2 separate regions of the Canis lupus genome follow, and region 1 is linked to region 2. The links are chromatin contacts, called in public Hi-C maps. All regions are on one chromosome and are shown on one strand. Each heading gives the region's core, a stretch centred on a gene start, on an enhancer-like site or on the middle of the called end of the contact. The rest is flanking DNA. Distances are from core to core; before and after follow the strand shown.

Region 1 (7,005 bases), core at 161-2,660, 52 kb before region 2:
GCAAATAATGCTTGTAAGAGCCTCTTTCCCGCTCTCCCTCCCAAAGGTGGTTGCAACAGCTAAGAAGGGAGGCCACTTTCCAAATAAGCAGCCACCACCTTGCCATCAGTTTTCAGTGACATCCTCGGTCCAGAGAAAATAGCACTGGCTGAGGAAGCTGCCACTTTTTATTTTGCTGTGGCAAAAACCGAATGGATTTACGGCACCAGCATCACATTTATGATTATTTAATAAATATCACTGACATTCTAACTTAGACCTTTTATTCCATTTCAGTGACTTTATAGATGTTTTCAGCTTATAAATAGTGAAGCATGAATATGCTCTCAAGCATACAAAACTATCTAGCTTTCACAGGAGTCTACCAAAGCCCTTAGAATTAGAATTCTCTACAAATATTTCATAATACTATTTTCCCCATTTTTACCAACAAGAAAGACCTAGCATAGAAATCACTTAGTGGGGATCCCTGGGTGGCGCAGCGGTTTGGCGCCTGCCTTTGGCCCAGGGCGCGATCCTGGAGACCTGGGATCGAATCCCACGTCGGGCTCCCAGTGCATGGAGCCTGCTTCTCCCTCTGCCTGTGTCTCTGCCTCTCTCTCTCTCTCTCTCTGTGACTATCATAAATAAATAAAAATTAAAAAAAAAAAAAAGAAATCACTTAGTGATAATGCAGACTACTACTACTGCTCAAATCATACTCTTAGAACATTCCCAAGTATGTAGGTTGGCAGAGGTGACATGGAGGGTGCTACCCTTCCCTGCCCAGTGTGCTAATGCCCCTCCACCCTGGGCCTCACCCCCAAGCTTACAGAGATACAAAGAGAAGCCCTTTCAGAATTTTTCCCTCATACTTTCACTTGACTTCAGAAGTACTTACTCTTAAAGAAAAAAAAAGGGGGGGGGGGGGAAGAAAGCTATTATCGTGTCAATATGGGGCCCTGGGAGTGTTTGGTTTGTGGATATGGGGGAAAAAGGAAGCCTAGACAAGAAGAGTTTGATTAACTTTAAAATTAACTTTGAAATTAATTCTCATGATATTTTTTTAATCTGGAAACTATTTAGATTTTATGACAAATAGTTAAGCCCTGATTTTGCCCTAAGCCCTTACTCCTGAACTTATCCAAGGCACTCACTTCACACCCTCCATGCCCTCCTCACTCATGTTCTAAATTTCAAGCCTTCTCACCCCTACAGACCTGGTGCTTCACATGAACTCCGACCACACTGCTGCTGTGCGTCCACGTGTACCATGACTTCTGCTAAGGTTACCGTATCAGGAGACCAAAGTTACGGCTGTTACTTGATACACTGTGCACACAAATTGATAGGAATTCAGTGGTCACTGGTCATGGGACCAAGTGGCTCAAGTAAAGTGACCAAAGGACTTTAGGGCAATGGTCACAAGGAATGAGCCATTGCAGCATGAAGGCTAGTAACTGGCCCCTCCAGCGGGGGGGGGGGGGGTGAAATGGCTGCAAGGAGTCCAGAAGTGAGACCAGAATGAAATGTTTCTCAGTCTAATCCCATCTGACAAACTGCTGCTGAAATCAGTCTTCCCAATGCCAAAAGCTTCTGCTCAGAATCCTTTCAGTCCACTCACTGCCTAACAAACACAACCCCAAATTCCTTGGCTGATATTCGCAGACTTCCAGAGTCTGGCAAGAACACACGCTTGGTGTCCTCCTGCCCCACCTCCTGCCATCAATCCACTGCAGCCAAGAGAGTGATTCATTTTTACCTTCATGAGCTCCACCTTCCCCCTCTGCTGACGTTTTGCCTGTACTGATTTCTAAATTAAACCTATTCATCCAAAAAAATAGTAATAATAATAAAAATAAATAAATAAACCTATTCATCCCCCCTCAATTCTGCTTAAAACCTGCCTTTACTCATTCGAACGCTGAGCCCCCACTGTGCCAAGTGCATCTCAAATGCCACTTAACAAAAGAAAAAATTCGGTACCACTGTCTACCAGGAAATCACACCCAACCGCCCAGTGTCCCTCCTGTCTTCTAGAGGCCCACAGCACCTTACATGTGTTACAACCCAGATCTTCTAGCCTCCATCTTAGTTATTTGCTGAGGAGATAAAAGTAGTGAAGAAGAGACCAACTTTCTTCAGCCTAAGAACTGAGCATTGCAGGCCCCTTCAGGATGGGGAAGGTAGTGCTTCAAGAACAAAGGAGTGACTTACAATGGTCACACGCTGCCAAGGAGTTAGGACATTAAAAAAAAAAAATGCATCCACTACAATGAATAGAAAGGGAATAGAAGTGTGAACCTGGTGAGAACAGCTGTCACTAGACAGAAAAGACAATGATTTGAGTCATGAAAGAGTGGAAAATAAGGAAATGGAGACTGAACACAGATTCCTGTTTGTACCCACTCTTCCTCCATCCATATCCCCAAATAACTAACAGGTCTTATGTGTCCAAGATAGCAATTGTTATTGTCGAATAAATTAAATCAAACACAAAAACCAAGTTGTGCCATTCAGTATACATGACCTGCATTCTATCTACCGATAATTACTTTAAGTTGCCATTTTATCCTCAGTTATCCTTTGACATATGACAACTTTTCTCCTTGCACACTGCAAATCAAATGTTGTATGGATTTTTTTTTTTTTTTTTTTTGCCTCTTTTGCTCCTACAGATAGGAAAGTATCTAGGTTAAGGGAATGAATGAATGGGAAAGAAGAAGAAAGTACTTCCTACACATTTTAAGTCACTACTTTTCCCTGACATTGGTAGGAACTGGGCTTCATTACAATAGATCCCTCTATATGGTCATACACTCCCCATTCCCAGGGAATTACTCAGGGGGTCACACAACTAGAATGCTGGTATTGCCAGATCCACAAAACAAATACATTCAGTGACACGACTTGTAATGTTAATGCAAATCAGTTATTTGATATGATGCAGCTGCTTAAGAGAGGCTTGCAGGCTCTTCAGCTGCCTTGTCGCAGAGCAGCTCCACTGAGCAACCGACTTGCAGGTTCCATTTAAAACATTCACAGCTCCTTAGCCTAGGATCTCCATCTATCTTTAGCCAAAAAAGCAACCTTGCCCATGGAAAGCTAAGAAACCAAGAGCTTATAAATGATCCACCTCAGAAAAATTCTTGTCCATAAACAGGAACACACCAATCTGAATTTTCCTAAAAACAGAAACAAGTTTATCCTGTAAAAGGCATTCATGGGTTCAGTCTTTCATTACTAACTTGGGATATAAGTAACATGTACTCAGTGATAAATTATGAAAAGAGGGAGTGGTCTGCATACCTAAAGGATTAAGAAAATGAGTGTCATTTAAGAGTCATCTATGAGCCAAGCCTTTATAGTTATTTTTAAACCCACTATAATAATAAAATCTCATAGAGGATAACCTTCCTTAAATGAAATGCTGAAAATCCACAAGAACTGGCCAGAGTCATGGCTAACGATGACAGAGGGAAAACACTCCTAGTAACTATCTTCAACAGATTCAGTATTGCATTTTAACAATAAAGAGCTTCGATACGACAATGTGGCAGGAGGAAGGGAGACTTCCTGGGTGACTTTTTCTAAAGCATAAACGGCATGTTATGTGTGTCCTGGATATCACGCACATACATCGATTTCAGGGACGTCCAAGGAATTCAAGGAGGTGCTTAAGATATCAAAAGCCCTATCTCTGCAATACCCACATTCTAAAACTTACAGGTTATTAGTGTGAAGGTCGTAACCGTTTCCACTTATGCCTAGCACTGTCAAGTCATCTTTCAAAAACAACTGAGAACCTGACTCAATGAATATTAAACCTGGGGCCAGAAAATGCAGAAAAGCAAAATAGGGCACTGCATTACAGACACAGGAAAAGATACGAAACACCACAAGCCATCATTAGAAAACTGGGAAATCTCAGAAAGCAGAACTCCAGCACTGTGATTTTATTGTGAGGTTTCATGATACTCCCAAATGCATAAACTCTCATGCCTCAATCGTTAAGTCTGAAGCATAAACAAACAAGTCAATATCCAAAATTACTCTTGCCTTTTAGTTTAGGTGTTATTATCTGAGCAGTCATAATAACATTTTTATTCTCCTGTTAGAACATAATCAATCACTCATATACTTCAGCATTGACTGTAGTCTCATATTTAAAATATCAGGAAATCCTTCCCAGGCCTTCTGAATCTTTAAAGACAAGTTGAACTGGAAACAATTGAGAAATGCTCTCTGACCAGGAAGTCCTTATATGTTAACTTTCCAGAAGTTTCTTCTTTCCTGTTTGCAAACTGGTCTGGCCCCTCTGAGCAAGTTGTAACATAACCAGTAATCAGCATCTCAGACACTGGCAGTGACTGAGCCAATTACCACCCGGGCTTTACAACAAAACACCTTCACTTCATTTGACCCACTGATGTACACATGCAGTTCTCTCAAAGCTGATTTCTCAGCTCTAATTCTTGCTGAGGTAAGGAAGACTATTTTCTTTTTCTTTTTTGCTGACGACCATTCAACAAAGTAGCATTCTATAACTAGTAGCTGACTGGTCAGCTGCAGAGCTGACTCACACTAGAAGAACCCACTCCTGAAAATGTGCTAGTTTCATGCTGGTGATAAAATGCATGAGCCACGTGAAAAATGCCATGGGCACTGCATTATGTCCCACAACTGTCATCGCAAACATAATCATGCTCCTCATGAAAACTACAAATAGCTAAACATGTCCAATATTTGATCTTTCAACCATACAATGTGAACTATCAATAAAAACATTAAGGGGACATATAGGTGGCTCAGTGGTTGAGCATCTGCCTTTGGCTCAGGGCATGATCCTGGGGTCCTGGGACAGGACTCCCCGAGGGGAGCCCGCTTCTCCCTCTGCCTGTGTCTCTGCCTCTCTCTCTGTGTCTCTCATGAATAAACAAATAAAATCTTTTTAAAAATAAATAAATAAATAAATAAATAAATACATACATACATTAAGGATTTTCATGGTCAAATATTTTTTTAATGTTTTTTTTTATTTATTTATGATAGTCACACAGAGAGAGAGAGAGAGAGAGGCAGAGACACAGGCAGAGAGAGAAGCAGGCTCCATGCACCGGGAGCCCGATGCGGGACTCGATCCCGGGTCTCCAGGATCGCGCCCTGGGCCAAAGGCAGGCGCCAAACCGCTGCGCCACCCAGGGATCCCCATGGTCAAATATTTCTATGCCCACACCCCACACACCCACCACAGTTAAATTCAGTAAACCCAGTCTCTACAAGACATTCCCTCTACAGCAACATGAAACATACTGCATTAGCAGTAAACGTAGTTTCTCTATTCAAGTGTTACTTCACTGTATTGCATTTTGTCGTCCAAGGCCAGAAGAGAAATAGTGGTAAAAACTACTTAATGCCTTTAAAAAAAATCATTTATTTCACAGTGCTTCCAAAACAGACCAACTCGATTATCAGAGTTTTTCAATGTAGAAATTCAGATTTAAAACAAATGCCTAGGGCAGCCCCAGTGGCGCAGTAGTTTAGCGCTGCCTGCAGCCCAGGGCGTGATCCTGGAGACCGGGGATGGAGTCCCACGTTGGGCTCCCTGCATGGAGCCTGCTTCTCCCTCTGCCTGTGTCTCTGCCTCTCTCTGTCTCTTACTCATGAATAAATAAATGAAATCTTTAAAAAAAATTTTTTTTAAATAAAACAAATGCCTACAATTTGGTAATACATATTAGGAACTATACAGTCTGGTCCAGCTATTTCTAAGAATTTGACTTTCATGAAAGTACTGAGACATACACAGAGATTTGTTTATTTTGCTATCATTTGTGTCAGTAAATAGCTGGAAAGGAACCTACGTTAGGAACATTATGCAATTAATGAAATTGTGGTGCATTTATGAGATGAAACACAACTATGCATTAGCAATATTTTCAGTACAATATTTAGTATACCAACATATTCCTAATACTAAAGGGACTGTTATCTTTTTTTTTTTTTTAAGGAATAAAAATGTCAAAATATGCTAAAGTTTAGAGCCTTGGCTGGAGCTACTTAAGATATAAAAAGCAGTTCCCAGATTTTATTTTTTAATATGTATATATATAACTTGCATATCTCCATTATCTAGGGTGACCCTACCTCCAGGTTTGCCAGGTCCGGGCCCAATGCAAATATTAACAAGTATCCAGTTTGGTAAACAAGCCAAATGGCACCACACCTACACCCCCATGGTTTCCAGGTCCCAGGTAAGGTCACTAACAGTCACTTCCTAAGTCTGCAGGATCAGTGGCTCCAGCTGCCAAGGTCCAGACTTGAGCCCATTCTCTTCGTTCTTCCTCTCTCTGGAGTTCCCAAAGGTGAGAGGTGGAGGAGAAAGGGCCGAACCCCCACACAAAAGTCGGGTGGCTCTCTGTGCCTCTGCCTTTCTAGGCTCCAGGTACTTTTTCCCTTAGCCCATTCCATGGTCACTGGACCGACACCAGCTCAGAGGATTACACTCTAGCCACACACCCTGAGGCATCTCCTCGCCCGGCTGTTCCTTACATTCTGTCACTACCTGCATTCGTTGTCACCTGCACTGCCCCCACTCTGTGGTCACTGTCCTGCTTGGGTCACCCACAGGATGAGGCTGACCCATCACTGACCTCAAACGTTTCCTTCTCTCTCTGCATGATAAGCAAGGAACTCCCCTTCTCCAGTCCCTCTCTGAGGATGAGGCGAGGGAAATCCCACAACAGAGCTGTGTGGTCCCTGCTGTGACATAGTTAATTCAGTCTGTTGTTCCCAGTCTCCTTCCCAAGGCCCCCAAAGCCTCAGGAGAACAGATCCAAAAGAAACTGAGATGAGCACAATATCATCTCATCAGAGATACAAGCATTGCCCTCTTCACCTCAGACTCTGCTTGCCGGACTCCTTCATCGATGTTGGCATTTTGTTTCATTCTCAGGGGAGCTGCTGTCACTCCCAGTAATCTGACTTCCAAAATATGTGGCGGGCCGGGGCGGGGGTTGGGGGGGG
Region 2 (6,864 bases), core at 2,832-5,331:
AATGGAATATTAATAGAAAAAAATTGAATACTGATGCATCCTACAACACAAGGAACCTTGAAAACACTGTGCTGAGTGAAAGAAGACAGTCACAAAAGACCACATATATTATTCAATTCATGTCAGATGGCCAGAAATCTGTCTCTATAGAGACAGAAAGTAATTAGTTGTTGCCAGAGGCTGGATGGTTGGTGTGGGAGATAGAGTAAGGGTTTCCTTTGGGGATGGTGAAAGTAATTTAAACTTAGATTTTGGTAATGATTGCACAACTCTATACTGAAAATTATGAAGCTGTTCACTTTAAATGGGTGATTTTCTTTTGATATGTGAAACGTCTCAATGACAAAGATTTTAAAAGGGGGCGGGGCTGCTCCAGAAGTGCCTCTCTTTCCACTTTCTACACCCAGCCACAAAAACTCTGGTTCAGGGCAGCCCAGGTGGCTCAGTGGTTTAGCACCGTCTTCAGCCCAGGGTGTGATCCTGGAGACCTGGGATGGAGTCCCACATCGGGCTCCCTGTGTGGAGCCTGCTTCTCCCTCTGCCTGTGTCTTTGCCTCTCTCTCTCTCTATCTCTCATGAATAAATAAATAAAGTCTTAAAAAATTTAAAAAAAAAAACCTCTGGTTCATTCACTGTGGCCAGTTCTGAAGATATTTAGATATTTGGAGCAAAATGAGTTGTTTAAAATAATTTTACAACATCACAAAAACATTGTTATTTCTGTCTTATACACACGGTGTTAAAGAGCCAGTGAATATGAATTTTAATTTTTTTTAAAGATTTTGTTTATTTATTCATAGAGACACAGAGAGAGAGAGGCAGAGACACACGCAGAGGGAGAAGTAGGCTTAATTCAATACTCAAAGGTCTACTGTGATCACCAAACGTGGAAGGGCCTAGTTTAGTTTATTCAATTACATCTTGTACTATGCTTGGTAGAGATTATCAGTAACTGTGAAATGCATTAGAAGTATGGCCAAGTGAAGGGAAACCTTATGGTAAAATGGAAAGTTAGAAATTTAGGGACTCCTAGTCACCTTCACTACTTAGTAGTTGTACCAGCTTAGCAAAGGTAAATTTTCTCTAAATCTCAGGCTTGCCATCCATAGCATGGAGATAGATGATGACTTTGCAACTGCAAGTTGGTTGAGAAGATTTAATAAAATTGTTTTTGTAAAGTCACTGCTGAAAGTTGTAATACTGATGATCAGGAGAAGGAGGGGGTTGGGAGGGTAGGCTGAAAAGAGAGAGGAGGAAGAGGAGATGAAGATTACATTCCATCAGTACTGGAAAAGTGGGGGATGGGGAGGCAGGGGGGGTCTACTCTACTAAAATCACATAAGACAGAATTCAAGGAAAATGATTACAAAAGCAGATACTACTGAGTTCCTAGGTCTCATTTTTGTTCATTCATTCTTCCCACAAATATTTGTAAAGTTTCTATATGAACTATGTACTATGCTAGGTTGGTGATACAGCAAGACACTAAACAAACAGTATCTATCCTTACTGTGCTTTTGTTCTCTGGAGGGAAATTGACACAGTACCCCTCCCCCCTCCCCCCCAAAAAAACAAGCAAACAACAACAATAACAAAAAGGAAAAAAACACATACACACAAATATATATCTAATTTAAAGTGAAATTGCCATACAGTTAAAGAGTGCATGAGAAATTATAATTGAGGACCTGATGTAAATCTAGAGCAGAGTCAGGAAGATTTAATGAGAAGTGTCATTTAATCAGTGACCAGAAGAATCAGTAAGAATTAATCATTACATAGGGGGCTTTGAGAGCAGAGTAGTCCAGGCAGAGAAGCAGCCTGTGCAAGCCTCTGGAATGGGAGAGAGTCTGGTATATTCGAGAGACAAAAGAGGTCAGGTGGGTGGGGCACCTGGGTGGCTCAGGGGTTGAGCATCTGCCTTTGGCTTAGGTCGCCATCCTGGGGTCCTAGAATTGAGTCCCACATCAGGCTCTGCACAGGGAGCCTGCTTCTCCCTCTGCCTATATCTCTGCCTCTCTGCATGTCTCACAAATAAATAAATATTTTTTTTAAAAAAAGGGGGGGTTAGAGAGAGAGGTCAGGTGACTGAAGCATACCTAGGTGAGAGAAACTGGCTCAAGGCAGCACAGGGTGGTAAGAGGGCAGGCAGGGGCCAGATGGCACAGAGCCTCATAGACCATATTTAGGATTTTGGATTGTATTGTAATGCTATTGGGAGCCTTTGAAGAATATTCAGCATGATGGTGATGTGATCTGGTTTGTGTTTTCTCTCTAGCTGGTGTGTGGAGAATGGGAGTCTAGAGGGACAACTTTTGGAGTCATCTGGGCAAGAAATGGTATAGCTTTACCCTCTAAGCAGCAATGGAGACAGAAACAGATCAAAATATATTGTAGAGGGAGATTCTGGGAGTTGACAATGGCCTGGATATTAGAAATGATGAAGGTGTCAAAGATGGCCCCCCAGGCTATTATCATGATAAGTAATGTGGGTGGATATGAACTTTACTAAACATTCAGCAAAGGAATGGAAAGGAAAACATGGGATAAGAAGTCGATGTGGTGGTGCTAATTGATGTTGACTGGGATGGACAAGATGAGTTGCAGTTTCAGACTCATTAAGTTTTAGGTGCCTGGGAGACATTCAAGTATGTATGTCAGGTAAGCATTGTCATGCTTTGCTGAGTGCTTGGATTAGTTAAGTATTTGAAACAATGCAAATTGGTCAGGTTCCAGTCTAGGTAAAGTAGAGGTTAATACAGATGAACCTCTTTATGTTGGTTCTGCTATGTACAATGTTGTCTTCCCTGATGAGTAACAATGTTGCCACCTATAAAGTCAAATGTGGGTTCTACTCAATCTTTGGATATGTTTCAGGCTGAGTCAGTTAGAATTAGGTTCAGACACACTGTAACAGAAAATCCAAAATAACATAGTTTAAATTACTCTCTCATGTAAAAGTCCAGAAGTAAATAGTCTGATATGATTCTACAGTTGCCAGGGAAGCACTGGGCTCCATCCTCAGTTTCACCTCATAATACATGGTGGCTCCCAGAGCTTCCTCTGTGAAGGAGGACCGGAAAGGATAAAAGTGTGCATTGTTCCCCCGCCCCCCACCAGCTGAGTCAGCATTTTGTTCGCCTTCCTGCAGGTCTTAGACATTTCTGCTTTTCATCTCATTAGCCAGAACTTAGTCACATGGCCATACTTCACTGCAAGGGAAAATGGAAAATGTGGTATTTTATCCAAGGACACTGCCACCTAAATGAAACTTGAATTTTCTTACAAAGAGAAAAAGGACAATATAGATTTTGAGCAGGAACTTAGCAATCTCTGCTGCAGGATGACACCTTATGAGTGAGGTATATAAGTTACAGCTATGGCAAAATGTAAATGATATAAAGAGAAGAAAAGCAAAAAAAAAAAAAAAGAGAGAGAGAAGAAAAGCAAAGATAAATCTTTGGGTGTCTTTCAGACTGTATCAGGCTGCTTTTCCTCACAAGTATTAAGGGGGGAAATGCCAAAATAATGTAAACAAGAAATTATTGGTCATATCACTAAAATCCTCCCTGAAGAGAGAGGACAGTCTTCTGTAGACTTATTACGACTTCATTTTTCTGTGATTTTTCTCAGCTCTGCATCAGCCAAGTATTGACTTTAGCTTCTTGGAAGCTTCCTTTGTGAGAATTGAATGGCTTCACCATTTCCAGATTTATCTATAAACAATGTCACTTCCTGCACTAAAAGATGCTCCCCTATCACATCTACTTCAATCTGGGCATCAAACCAGTTTAAGAGACTGCCATGCTCTATCCCGGTTAAACCTAGAGGCTTCTCCCTCAAATGATCAACTAAGGCAGAGGTGGGGGAAATGCCAAGTAGCCCAGGTTGTGGGCCACCCTTTGAGTGGGGGTGACCAATGCAGGTAGGCATCTTACAATCCATTGAGGGCCAAAATAAAGAAAAAGGCAGAGAAAGAGCAAATGCCTTCTTTCTTTTTGAGTTGACATGTCCATCCTCTCCTACCCTCAGATATTGGTGCTCCTGGTTCTCCTGCTTCAGACATGGCCTGGGATTATACCACCAGCTTTCCTGGTTCTTCAGCTTGCAAGAAGAAGAAGACTGTGGGACTTCTCAGTATTGTGTATATATATCCTTCAAGCTTCATATCCAAGATATGAAGATGCTATACAATAAGTATGCAAACTAATGATCTATAAAATATAATGGTAAAAGTTGTACAACAATGTAAATATACTTAATCCCACTTACCTGTACACTTAGAATGGCTAAAATGGTAGACTTTACATTATGTGTGATATACTACAACAGAAATAATACATATATTTATACCACAATAAAAACATATATATTTATGTATTCCATTGGTTGGTTCTGTTTTTCTGGACAACCCTGAATATACTCTGTATTTTCCAGGGGTGCTGTGGATACATGTGTGTGCTGTGGGGAAACTATTACTCATGCCTCTAATATTGAGAGTACCCACTATATGCCAGGGAGGACCCTAGAACTAAGAAGACAACAGTAAACAAAACAAGCACTTTTGTGAAGGAAATAATTCATGCCCTCATGGATTAATATTCTCCAGTCAGAGAGAGAGAACATATCAAATAATTACAAATATAAATATTAAACAAAATCACTGATAAGTGTTAGGAAAGAGCTGTACATGATACTATATACAAAATGAATTTGGCCTTTTCTGAGATGTAAGTGAGGAATTAACCATAGAGCTGAGTGACAGCTGATGGATGAGGAGTTAATGGGTACAGGTGAAGAGGATATGATCTAGAGAAGGGAGAAACATGCCCAGTGAAACTTTGGTCAGAGACCCAGTACAAGAAACTGAAAAAGGCTGGGATGTCTCTGTGTTTCTTATGAGCAAATAAATAAAATCTTTTTAAAAATATTTTATTTTATTCATGAGAGAGGCAGAGACATAGGCAGGGGGAGAAGCAGGCTCCCTGCGGGGAGCTCCATGCAGAACTCAATCCCAGGATCCTGGGATCACAACCCAAGCCAAAGGCAGACACCCATCCACTGAGCCATCCAGGTGCCCCAATAAATAAAATCTTTAAAGAAAGAAAGAGAAAGAAAGAAAGAAAGAGAGAGAGAGAAAGAGAGAGAGAGAGAAAGAAAGAAAGAAAGAAGAAGAAGAAGAAGAAGAAGAAGAAGAAGAAGAAGAAGAAGAAGAAGAAAAGAAAGAAAGAAAGAAAGAAAGAAAGAAAGAAAGAAAGAAAGAAAGAAAGAAAGAAAGAAAGAAAAGAAAAGAAAAGAAAGAGAAGAAAGAGAAGAAAGAGAAAGAAACTGAAAAAGGCTGTCTGGCTCAAGCATCATGGGCTGACCCCTGAAAAGGGAATAAGTACCCATCCATCTGCAACTGCACCAGGCTTAGCTCTTTTCTTCCAGAACACTCAGCATGGGGTTCAGAAACCCTCTAGGATTTCCTGATTGTTTTTAGGGGATGTTCACGTTTTCTAGCACCTTGAGACACAACTTGGAAGAATTTAGACCTCAAGAAAGTACCAGAACTATTCCACTTAAGACAACAAATATTGGGATGCCTGGGTGGCTCATTCACTTAAAGCATCTGACTTAGGCTCAGGTCATGATCTCAGGGTCCTGGGATCCTGCCTTGTGTTGGGCTCCCTCCTCAGCGGGGAATCTGTTTCTCCCTCTCCCTCTCCCTCTCGCTCTCTCTCTCCCTCTCACTCTTACTCTCGCTCTGCCCCTCCCATGCTGACTTGCTCTCTCTCTCTCTCTCATATAAATAAATAAAATCTAAAAAAAAAAAAAAGAGCAAATATTAAGTACCTGGAATGAGCAAGACACTGTGGAAAGTGCTGCAAGAAATACCAAGGTGAGACCATTCCTAGTCTCCAGGCCTCTACAATCTGGTGTACACTAGCCATGGAGAATAAGTGGCATAGGGAGAATTATAAACAAAACACATTGCTGCCTGGTCCAGGCACCCTGGGAGCCTGGCTAAAAAGTGGACATCCCCAGGAAAGTCAGGGTGGAGAAATGGGAAATGAATATGGCAGGGGGGCTATAGGAGGGATTTTTCCAATTCCCTTACATATAAGTTAAAATCTTCTGAAGAAATCTAGGACTCTTCTAGCTTTGGAGTTAGAAGAACCTGGCTCAAAAAGATGTGGGTCAAGACACAAAACCAGTACCTTCCTTGGGTAGAATGCCCTGTCAGCGAAATCCACTGCTTTTCCTGCCCCTAGATTCGGAGAGACTTGGCATGGAGAAGAGGGAGCTAGGTATATTATATATTATATAATAACATTATAATTATAATATATATAATTATGTTTTATATGCTGACGTATATCAGTAGGCACTCCCCACTGCCCACAGATCTCTCAGACAAACACTGCCCTCCTTTCTATAACATGTGAATCAATTGACCAAAGTAGAGACCTTGTACTTCATTTGATCCAGATAGCAATGAATATTTTTTTAAAAGTGTTAGTAGAAGGAAAAAGGAGATCTCTAAAGAATGTATTTTTCCCAGGACTGCAAATGCCCCTGCTACTACCCAGAGAGAAGTTTCACAGGGTGAACCTCAACTGGGCAATTATCCAGTCACTGGAAAGCCAATCTACAATGATCAGAGCTACACTTTCTGAGTCCATCAGCACTTCAGTAAAATAGAAAATGAAAAAATTTAAATACTCATGTGTTATCTTTTGACCCAATAATTCCAGACCTGGTAATTTGTCCTAAGAAAATATTTGTTTTTAATGTATGTGCTTAGGACTATTTATTGAAGGATAGAAAACAAAAGGAAGCAATCTAACAACTGGAAAATCGTAAAATAAATCAGTACATATC

Evidence for each region. Hi-C and Micro-C count contacts between places; a contact is called where the count stands out from the background.
Region 1: a Hi-C map of skin fibroblasts shows a contact between it and region 2, with 1.7 times the contacts expected there. The contact joins the enhancer-like site here to the promoter of ARHGAP10 in region 2.

The regions. Positions count from the first base shown.
Region 1 is chr15:46,458,741-46,465,745 of UU_Cfam_GSD_1.0, reverse strand. The region is part of intron 1 of ARHGAP10 (rho GTPase-activating protein 10); the gene reads right to left. Among named protein-coding and RNA genes, the nearest start is that of ARHGAP10, 50 kb to the right of the region's middle. Within about 2 kb of position 1,410, at least 5 of the 20 cell types and tissues checked have an H3K27ac peak or open chromatin away from gene starts, as enhancers often do.
Region 2 is chr15:46,409,833-46,416,696 of UU_Cfam_GSD_1.0, reverse strand. It overlaps ARHGAP10 (rho GTPase-activating protein 10), which reads right to left and starts at 4,081. Exons shown (of 24, transcript XM_038558962.1): 1 at 4,027-4,081. The coding sequence starts at 4,066.